Linked DNA regions of Mus musculus: region 1 is linked to region 2. A link is a contact called in public HiChIP or PLAC-seq data. All regions are on one chromosome and are shown on one strand. Each heading gives the region's core, a stretch centred on a gene start, on an enhancer-like site or on the middle of the called end of the contact. The rest is flanking DNA. Distances are from core to core; before and after follow the strand shown. Region 1 holds the start of Il1r2 (interleukin 1 receptor, type II). Region 2 has its middle 51 kb from the start of Il1r2.

Region 1 (5,048 bases), core at 1,182-3,681, 51 kb after region 2:
GCACACCATCACTCCATGGATCTGCCTAACTTAGGATCCCATTCACTCAATAACAAAGGTGGCACATGGCTTAAGAAAGCCTCAGAGGAGAAGGAAGATCATGCCAGATGCCTTTGTCTACACTCAAGAGGAACTGTGGACCAAAGAGTAATTTGTTCCATCTTATTTTCTGTCTTTGGAAGAACTCGATCATTGTGCTGGTTGGTTTTGTTGACTTAATACAAACCTAGGTATATCAGAAAAGAGGAGTATTTATTTAATTGAGGGAATGTTTCCACCAAACCAGCCTATAGGCAAGTCTGTGTGGGAATTTGATTATTGATTGCTTTGGGAGGGTCCATCTCACTAGGCAGCAGGGGACAGGCTGTCAACCCTGAAGGGCAGTCCTGGATACTATAAGTATGCAGTCAGAACAATCCAAGAACAAGCCAGTAAGCAGTACGTCTCCAGGTTCACGCTTCAGGTTCCCACCCTGAGTTTTCTTCATGAAGAACTGCAAACTGTAATCGGAAATAAGCTCTTTCCTCCTGAGCTGGCTGTGGTGGTGTTTATCATAGAATGAGAAACTTAACTAAGGCAATCATAGAGTCTAATGATCCTTTCAAGTCCTGATGCTCAAGGCCTGGTTTAGGAATGTCAGGAATCCCAGAAACTTGGGAGACAGAGGCAGGGAGCTCTCTGTGAGTTCAAGGCTAGCCTGGTCTACATAGAGAGTTCCAGTCTAGCTAGGGATAAACGTAAGGTCCTAACAAGAGGAAGAAGAAGGAAGAGGAGAAGGAGGAAGAAGAATAGGAGGAGAGAAGGAGGAGGAAGAGGAGAAGAGGAGAAGGAGGAAGAGGGAGAGGAGGAAGAGGAGAAGGAAGAAGAACAACAACTACTACTATTACTACCACTACTAAAGTTCAAACTTAGTAGTGACAGTAGCAAGCCTCAGCAGGACCCATGGAACAATGACTGCTTCTCCTGTATCCCTCCATCTCCATTCATGGGCCCAGCAGCAATAGAATGTTCAGTTCAACTTCCCCACCAGTGCATGGGAAATGACCAAGATCCTTTGAGGTTCAAGATGCCTGTTACCCAAGATGCTTGTTGCAAATGCTGAGGTAGAGACTCCTCCTCAATTAGACCCAATGTGGTTCTGGCTCAGAAACCAGAAGCCACCCATGGAAAACCTGTGGCAAGGTACTTTTAAGTGACATGCAGCCCAGAGAGTGGAGGAAGGTGACTGGAAGACAGTATGTGTGAGCCACCAACATCATGCATGCATGCCCAGTTTGAGGGGGTGGTCTGAACTCTGAATACTTTGACACATTGTCTTTACCATTCATTTGTCTTTAGCAGATACAAATTCTGCGATATTGATGGAAGAAAATATGGTCATCAAATACCTAGGATAAAATTCACAGTGAGACAATATGTGGTGGAGAATTCTAAGCCCTACTCTGGTCAGCTGGGCAACAGAAGGACTCTTTGTCATACAAACAATTCTTTCTCATAAGTACTTCACAAATTAAGGACAGGGAGAGAAAACATGGGCTTCAGACTCCTTTTGGGGAGGTAAGATGAAGGCGGGGGTGGGGGGCAGGGGATGAGATTTGCATTTGTTCTTATTCCTACATCATTCTGGAGGTCGGAGGTCTGCATGGGCCTCAGTGGGCTAGAATGAATTGTAGTCCATACAGGGTCCCTGGAGCCACAAGGGCAGCATCCATGTCTTGGGTTTTTGTCCAGCCTCTGGCTCTCTGGCTCATGGACTGCAGCACTACACACACCATCCTCTTCCTCCTTTGGCTGTCTTACCACTTTTTCCTGAAGCACCAAACCCGAGCCTGTCTCCGGACCTGGAAATCCTTAACTTACATTAGCAGTCACTTTCTCTACATTAAGCAGCATGTTCCCAGCTTCCAAAGACTCAGACAAAAAGTTAAAAACAAAACCAACCAAACAAACAAACAAACAAAAAGCCAAACAAAGGCCCCCCTAAAACAAGCCCATCCATTTAATCCTCCTCCTAGTCAAGAAGAGTTCCTTGGGGGTGGGAGTGGGGATCTTGTGTCCCACTCATTTAAAACCCTCCTTTTCTCTTTAATGGGACCATGGTTGGGTTTTAAGCAGCATCCAGCAGATGGGGTGAAATCTTGCCTGTGAAACTGTTTACAACTTCTTCATGTACAGCCAGCATCACTTTAAAATGTGTTCTTGGCTGGAAGCATGCCATTCTAGCGACACACACACACACACACACACACACACACACACACTCAAATAAGGAAACTCAGAGTTTCCTAGGCCACTTCCCCATATGGCAAGGATGTACGCACAAAGCACCATGAGCAGGGTGCTCCCCGTGAGCAGGGAAAAGGTGTGTCCACCACCACCCAATTAGAGTGAGTGACACAGGCCAGTTAGGAAACCACAAGCAGGAGCCTATAAATCCCTGAGGGGGCTGCTGGGACATCACAGAAGGTGAAAGTCTGGCCCAGCAGCCTTCCCCAGTCAGGCAAGAAGCAGCAAGGTACAAGAATACACAGCTCCAGGTAAGAAGGTGGGAAAGAGGCAGGGGGAGACACCAGGAAGCCAGTCACCAGTCAGACACCAGTCTGAACATCAGGTCTGCTTTTAGTGGGTCCTCAGGCAACCCTCTATGAGTCTCCTAGCTTCCTCTGGGTGAGCGGTCTCCTCACCTGTGTGGAGGTCACTTTATTCCTTGATTGTTTTCTACTTCGTTTTCTCTGTTAGAAAAAAAGGGAGGGGGGGGACTACATCAGAGAGCTGCTATTGAATGTCCACAGATCCAGGTAGCAGGGGACAGACAAGCATCTAGAATTCACCTGGAGGAAGGGAGTGGGCTGGGTTCTTACCTTGGGAGGCTGAGCATCTGGGACAGAGCGCAGAGCACGTTGAAAGGCTTTGGGGACTTTCCTAGGGTGATTTTTTTTTTTTAAATGTACCTGATGCCTCTCAGAAACCATAGCTTCCAGGCAGACTGGGCAGCACTCTAAGACCTGCCTGGCACACACAGTTATTAGATAAATGAATGTACTGGTTTTTTTCCCTCCTCTGCTTCTTAAAGTCTCTTCTCTTCAGTCCCCTACTCTATTTTGAAGCCCATTTTTTCCCTTCTGAGCCCTAGCTTATATGTCTCTGACCTCAGCCTCCTTACACAGGGTGATCTTGGCCAGAGCTTCTCTCTGGGTTTCCTACTGTGTAAATAGAGGCAAAAGACTGGCCTGTCCTTCCCAGTCCCTGCTTGCAGTGGGATGTTGCTGGCTTCCGTCCGTGTTCCATATCGGCTTCCATCAACCTCACCCTCCTCTAGCTCTGCCTTACCTGGAGGCTTGCTCTCCGGGATCAGCATCTTGTTCCTACAGGCATAAGTGCAGAAGAATGTCTTCCCCGAGGCCTCTCTGAGCCTCGCCTGCCTCAATGCATTCTTTTCCTTTTCTTAGCTGGTAGTGCTGCGGGGATGGACCCTCCCTCGTGTGCTGCAGGTTGTCCTGGGCTTCCCCAAGCCATTCTCATTCCCAGCTCACCCTCAAATCCTACTGTTTTGACAGCGAGAATGGAGCGATCACGTGACCACGTCCGACTTTTTGACAGTGAGACCGGGGAGATCACGTGATCACGTCCCTCCTCCCATACCCCAGGATAGCAGCGCCAGCCTCTAGGGACAGCAGAAGCGGCAGAAGCGGGTGCTTTTTCAAGGAACTTCCGACTACTCTGTTTATCAGGTCTTCCAACTTGGCCTTTACCATATCTGCCTACGACACGCATTGCTTGGCCCACGCAGATTTTTTTTTTTTTTTTTTCAGATTCAGTAGATGTGGGTGTGTGCCCAAGGACTCGATCACACGCTGGAACTGCTTGTATGGGAAGAGCCCTTTTGGAGGACTATTTTCTTAGGAGATTAGATGAGGCTCATGCTCATTAGAGAGCCCAGGACGGAGGGAGTTATCTGTGGACAAGGAACTTGTGAGATCATTGCTTCTTGCATCTCCCGGGAGTCTTGTAAACACGCAGGTGACTTTTATTCCTGAGAGTTGATGTCTGGGCATCTGCTTTCTTCTCACGTGTTGATCATGTTGTGAGCAACCAAGCTTTCAAGAGTCAGGAAAGAGACCTTCCTTGGGAGTGAGGAATGAGTAAATGTATAGCATTGGGTGAGTGTTGAATGTTCGAGAGGTCGTAGTCATCAGATGTTTTACATGTGTGCAACAGGCGGGACTGTAGAATGAGACCCACTGATTCATGCCCTGTAGAATCCCCTCTCATTGAGTAAGGCTGGGGTGGATAAACAGAAGAATACTTACAGACATGCTACCTTATATAGTACTACTAGTACTATATAGTATTATATAGTACTCTTAGTGTACTACCTTAAGTAGTAAGGATGAAGGATTTTTGTGGGTCACTTCAGGCTCGGTTAGTTAAGCTAAAGGAAGAACAGGTTGGTGGATCCCATGTAAGAGCCTTACTCTTTGTGAGCTGGTCTGAAGGTCAGAGTCAAGAGATTTGAAGCAGTGTCACATAGGCTGTTGGCCTTAGAGAGAGGCTTCAGGCTTGAGACTCAGCAGTCTTTGACATCTGGCCTTCAGCTGATAAAATAGCAGGGAGTTCAGTACTGCAATCATAACCATCATGTAAACTTGGGAAAGAATCAGAGGCTCAAAAGGGAACATAGCCAGGTTGAGCCTTGGCTATAGCCAGGAAGGACTCGGAGCAGAGAGACCCTCTAAGATGAGCCTAGACATTGGACCACAGCAGGCGAGGCTAAACTGCTGAGTATGTGGTATTGCTTTCACTGCAATAGGAAACAAATCTTTCTCGTTGCTGTGTGCACTAACCCAAGAAATGATGTAGCCGTACCTACAACACCCTGAAGCTTAACACAGTATCTATCAGTCATTTCTTGCTCCTGCTAGCGTATGTTTGGTCAACTGTGCCAGATCTTGATGATTCCTCATAACTTCTGGCCTTCAAGGCCATTTTCAAAGCAGCATTTGCAGAGAACATCTGCTTGATTAATATCGTTTTGATGTTCTTTCTCT
Region 2 (5,208 bases), core at 1,288-3,787:
GTGCTTGGTCCTGAGTGAAGGCTCTTAATGTACCTTCTTGGCCTGGGCAACAGAAGACTCCCTGTTGACTCTTTGAAGAGATACCAGTGCAGGAGCTGAGTGGAGCATTAGAAATGAGTACAGGACAGAGTCAACCTCAGTTTGAAGAGGACAATTAGAAGTTGAGAGGATAAAGAGGAAACTGAATACTGATGTGCCTGTGCCACTTGAGAATAGGGCATTGAGACAGAGAACCTGAGGTCCCGTTGGTGACCAGCTGCCTGCCTGGAGAAGTTAGTGCTTGGTATGTACTCAGGAGGCAAGCAGTTCATAACTGATTTGAGAACGCGTCAGACCCACTTGGAAAATGTCTACAGTGTTTGAATGGCCTCACAAATGGATAAGGCTGCAGCCTGGAGTCTTGTCCTGAGTACACAAAAATGGGGTCAGCAACAGCACAGTTGGTGGCTTCCTCCTGCTCCCTCATGAGTAAGGGCTCATGGAGGGCTTACTCTGCTTGATTTCAGTAATGTGGCCTCCTCTTCCCCCACTGACCTGCCAGCATCCAGGTTGGGGATTCAGGAGAAGAAACTGGTGACTCCTGCCTGGCCTGTAGCCAGCTGGTCATTGGTGCAGTATCAGAGCTTTCCTATTCAGCCACACCTCTGATGCAAAAGGAATGTCTGTGTTCTAAACCAGTTCCTTCAGGTTTCCAGATTTATTTATGCCAATATATAAAGCATGCTTTGAAAAGCACCGGTGAGGATTTCAAGTGCAGATATGTGCGCCTTCGAGGCCAAGCAATGAGAGAAAACGTTCTGTTGGCAGAGTCCACGGGTGCCTGTCAGTGTCCACAACAAGCTTGCGTTTCTGTGTTTTCTAATACAGAGAAAAGTCACAATGGGATATGGACACACCTAGCTTTGCAAGATAACTTGAAAGGCCATGAAGTCAATAATATTGGGTTACTTTCTAACAACTTGAGGCTAGCCAGAGAAATGTAAAGATGAGCACACAGCAAGTCACTGTGGTAATGCAAGCTATTGGAGCACACATTTAATCAAACACATACAAAGCTTGCTAATGCACTTGAATAAGTGTATTCCAGAATGCAATCTCAACACATAATTTATAAAACACCCTTCACACTATTTTCCATACTAAGGCCTTTAACATGTCTAGAGGCTTTATAGACACTTCCAAGGTTTGTCCCCGACATTTGTCCACATCTTACTGCTTCTTAAATAGTCCCCCTAGAGATCATTCTGGAATGGGGGGCCTGAGTTGAGACATGGTCTTCTAATCTCCATGGGCTGGATTTTTCTACATCTCAGTGTATATTACTGTGTGTGGATGGATGGATGGATGGATGGATGGATGGATGGATAGATAGATAGATAGATAGATAGATAGATAGATAGATAGATAGATAGAACTAAAGTCATGTCAACAGGATAACCAAGACAAAAATCCCACTAGAACAGCAGTTCTCAACCTGTGTGGGTCTCAACCCCTTTGCAGGTTGAACAGCCTTTCATGGGGGGGTCACATATCAGATATCCTGTTTGTCAAAATTTTAACATTATGGTTCATAGCATTCAAAACTAAAGTAGCACTGGAATAACTTGATGGTTGGGGGATCACTGTATTAAAGGGTCACAGCGTTAGAACTGAATCTGAGAACCACTGCACTGTTACCTAGGCTGGGTTTTACACAATCACAGACAGACAGACAGACAGACAGACAGACACACACACACACACACACACACACACACACACACACACACACACACAGGAGTTTGCAAAGCTTTTGTTCTCTGGCTCTATTAAAATGGTTCTGTGAGAAAGCTAAAGGAGGAGGCCATAATTTGCAAACCTCAAGGCAGTGAGCTGGCTGTGGGTGAAAGCTAAGAAATCCTTCTTCTCACGGACAGCCCAGGACTCTCTGCTGTGGGGTCCAGGACTGTGCTGCAGGGGTTTCTTTTTCTAAAGGCTGCAAGGAAGGCACATGAAGTTGCAAGCCATACACACACACACACACACACACACACACATATATGCAGCCAGTGGCTGCTGCTGTTCCCCTACACAGGTGGGTTTCAGACAGAAAACTTTCATGTACAGCAGAGGTGTTTATCTGGGGCCTCTGACTCACTGGTGGCATCAACGAGGGGCCCGCCAAGCTGGAAAGTTCTCAGAGACTTATAGCTGTGGGAAAAACCCACTCCCCCATTGCATTCTGGTTTCTGCCGTTGTGTAATCTTAAAAGAATGGGGCAAAGACCTGTCATGGAAGGAACTGAGAAACTTAATGGTGGCTGTGTAATTTATTATCCTCAGCACAGTCGCATATGTCCCAGTCACTGGGTAACAGATTCCCAGGATCCTTCACAAGTAAGTCACTCTAGACTGTTGGAAAAGGTGTGGCTGTCACCTGAGTCTCCCTGGCTATTTTGAAGTGCAACCCTATTTTCAGCTCTTACTGGACCTCACTCAAGAGAGCTCACTGTGCATGCTGGAGAGATGGCCAGGAGCCATCACTGCCACGAATCGGTAGTAACACAAGAGCCTGGTCCTTCTGGAATCTGCTGAGTCATGGCTGCCCATTCTATAGAACTGACTCCTGGTCTTAGATGACATTTGCCCAGCTCCACTTAAGGGCAGCTGCTATCATAGTCGTGTGTAACTGACACAGAGCAGCATGAAGTCTCATCATTGCAGTAGAAACAAAGGGAGTTTTGTCCGTTCAGGGAAGATTTGTGAATTGCTGCACTTTGTACAAGCCACCATAATTACAAGCTATAATTGGATCACTCTGTAATGCTCAGATCTTCCAAGTTACCATGGACGGGGATCTGATCTCCGATTCCAAAAGGCAGCTGATGTGTATATGGAATTAAAAGGACAGTATGTCCAGACCGCAAGGAAGCATACGAGAGCTTAGCGTGGAGATCAGGGAGAAGCCAGCTAAGTGACGCTTAGAGTCACGCCTAGTTAAAAACACTAGGATTTCCAACCTGGGACACGGATCACATTCCCAAGAAGGGAATAATCTTTTATTCTTTTTATTTTTATTCTTTTTACTTGTTTCATTTTTTTTCTTTTTCTTTTCTTTTTTTTTTTGGATATGCCTTTTTGACTGAGAATTTTGTATATGAATATATACTACATTTTAATGAAACATATCCCCTATTTCCTTACTTCTAATTCCTCTTGTATCGCCTGCCTCAACTCCCATCTTCTACTTGTTTTAAAAGCAGTACGTCCACTTGGTGCTACCTGTGGGCGCATGAGTGTAGTTCAGTCTGTTGGAGTTTGAGTGGTCTTTCGAGGGCTACATTCCTGAGGAAAATGGATTTCCTTTCCCAGTAGCTATCAATTGCGAATAGCCCCTCAGTGAGTGGTAGGATTCGTGCAGCCCTAATCCACCCATGCTGGTATTTTGCCTTGCTTGGTTTGGTGGATGTACCATTGGGTTCATGGGCGCAATGGCCCGGACAGGTCCAACAAACACTCTTTACAGAATTTCATTGTCTCTAGTTTTCATGATCTTTCCAGCCCTGCTTCTGCAGTAGTCTCTGAGCTTGGATGAGAGAATTTGTTGAAAATGGCTGGCAGGGTCTCACCCACCAGAGTGTCTGATTATCCAGGTCAAGTGTCCTGGGCAAGCCCCTGTGACAGAAACTGCTGGAGGACACAAGAAGAAATCTCTCGCCGGAAGGTTCTACACCTTCCTCCTAATTTCCACATTGCTCATGATCCCAGTGGTTGTGGTACAATCTTAAGAAGCCAGACACCCCAGTTCTGTGTAGATTGAGTGTCATTTCAATCAAAAGAGGCTGTTTTAGATGCAACTCTGAGGATAATGTGAATGTCTTCACCCACCATTATGGAGAAAGTTTACACTTATTACATGATATGGAAATAGGCTAATTTTTTATTATTATTTTAGTTGTGGAAAAACTTAAGTGTTCACAAAAATAGTAGGTGTCTAGAGAGATAGCTTAGCAGTCTAAAGGTACTTCCTGCTCTTTCAGTGGACCTGAGTTCAGTTTCTACCCAATTCAGATGATTGACAACTGCCTGTAAGTCCAGTTCCAGGGACCTCCATTGCCTTGCCTCTAGTGTTCATGTGAACAGACCTACACCCCTACCCCCGCAATTAAAAATAATGAAAGATCTCAAAAACATGTCTATCTGGATGCTTCAATTACCTTCTAACATATGGTTATATGCATGCATATTTGCATGTATGTCTGTGCACCGTTGAGACGAGAAGAGGGTGTCAAACTGGAGTTGCTGAATGGTTGTAAGCTACCAGGTCAGTGCTGGAAATTGAACTGGGGTCCTCTCATCAGGCCCCCAGGAACAAGCTTACAAATGGTTGTAAGCTGCACGTGAATTTGTGTCCTGGTTCTTTGGATGAGCAACTTCTATCCACTGAACCATTTTACCCTCAACAACCACCCCCCCCCCCTGCTTCAAGTATTATGTATCAACTTAGAGATGTCTGACCTCATCCCCATGGGTCATTTCAAAGCAACCCCTAGACAATCCTAATCATAAATAAATACACCAAATAACTGCACCCATACCTAACAAAAGTAAAGATTTCATCAAGCGATGTGTTCTTAGGAGTGTTTGTGTGTGTTTCGTTTTCGATGTATGTGAATCACGATCTAGGTGAGTACAGCATCTTGTATGTGGCTGATAAATCCCTTTGTTGACGATAAGCATGATTCGTGCACATATATTTTAAGTGTTGGTCCATAGAATCTTGTTTTTGGTAGCTGTTGGTATATGAGACAGTCAGTCTCTGATACATTTCCTGCACTTATTGAATTCATCCATTTCTCTAAGATGGCACTGTCTTCATAAGAAATACCATTTTGTGATTTTTTTGTGATCAGTCTGGTATTTGTATTACTAGTAGTATACAGTTAGTAGTTTTTCTAGTTCCTTTCAATGTAAAGGGTTTTTTTTATTTGTTTGTTTGTTTGGATGGCTTTGTACTCACTTCAACAGCACATATACTAACATTTGGATAATACAGGATAGACTGTCATGGTCCCTGCATAATAACATGCAGATTTGTGAATTCTTTCTTACTGTATAGCCCAGGGTAGTCTCAAATTCTCCATCCTCTTGCCTGAGCCTCAGAAGTGTAGTTACATGTGTGCACTATCCACCCTGGCTGAGATTTTATTAATATTTCTATTTATTCCTT

The links. HiChIP or PLAC-seq counts read pairs in DNA pulled down with a chosen protein or histone mark.
Region 1: a contact with region 2 is called in an H3K27ac HiChIP or PLAC-seq map of thymic regulatory T cells, with 2.1 times the contacts expected there. The contact joins the promoter of Il1r2 here to the enhancer-like site in region 2. A contact is called at or near these places in 7 of 39 promoter capture datasets (the 3T3-L1 cell line, 3T3-L1-derived adipocytes, the C10 cell line and 2 more), 2 of 15 datasets of contacts at CTCF or cohesin (the NIH/3T3 cell line and large pre-B cells), 22 of 484 Hi-C or Micro-C datasets (the 3T3-L1 cell line, the 63-12 cell line, B cells and 17 more), 9 of 115 datasets of contacts at active chromatin or transcription factors (the 230-238 cell line, CD8 T cells, the HPC-7 cell line and 5 more) and 4 of 9 other capture datasets (adipose tissue, embryonic stem cells, liver and 1 more).

What each region holds. Positions count from the first base shown.
Region 1 is chr1:40,082,283-40,087,330 of GRCm38.p6, forward strand. It overlaps Il1r2 (interleukin 1 receptor, type II), which reads left to right and starts at 2,432. Exons shown (of 9, transcript NM_010555.5): 1 at 2,432-2,537. It overlaps Gm16894 (predicted gene, 16894), which reads right to left and starts at 3,569. Exons shown (of 4, transcript NR_037980.1): 1 at 3,331-3,569; 2 at 2,862-3,005; 3 at 2,685-2,732.
Region 2 is chr1:40,031,379-40,036,586 of GRCm38.p6, forward strand. No RefSeq gene overlaps it. Among named protein-coding and RNA genes, the nearest start is that of Il1r2, 51 kb to the right of the region's middle. Within about 2 kb of position 2,538, at least 29 of the 459 cell types and tissues checked have an H3K27ac peak or open chromatin away from gene starts, as enhancers often do. A contact at or near this core is called in the HPC-7 cell line, cortical glia, regulatory T cells and 1 more, where this site is marked.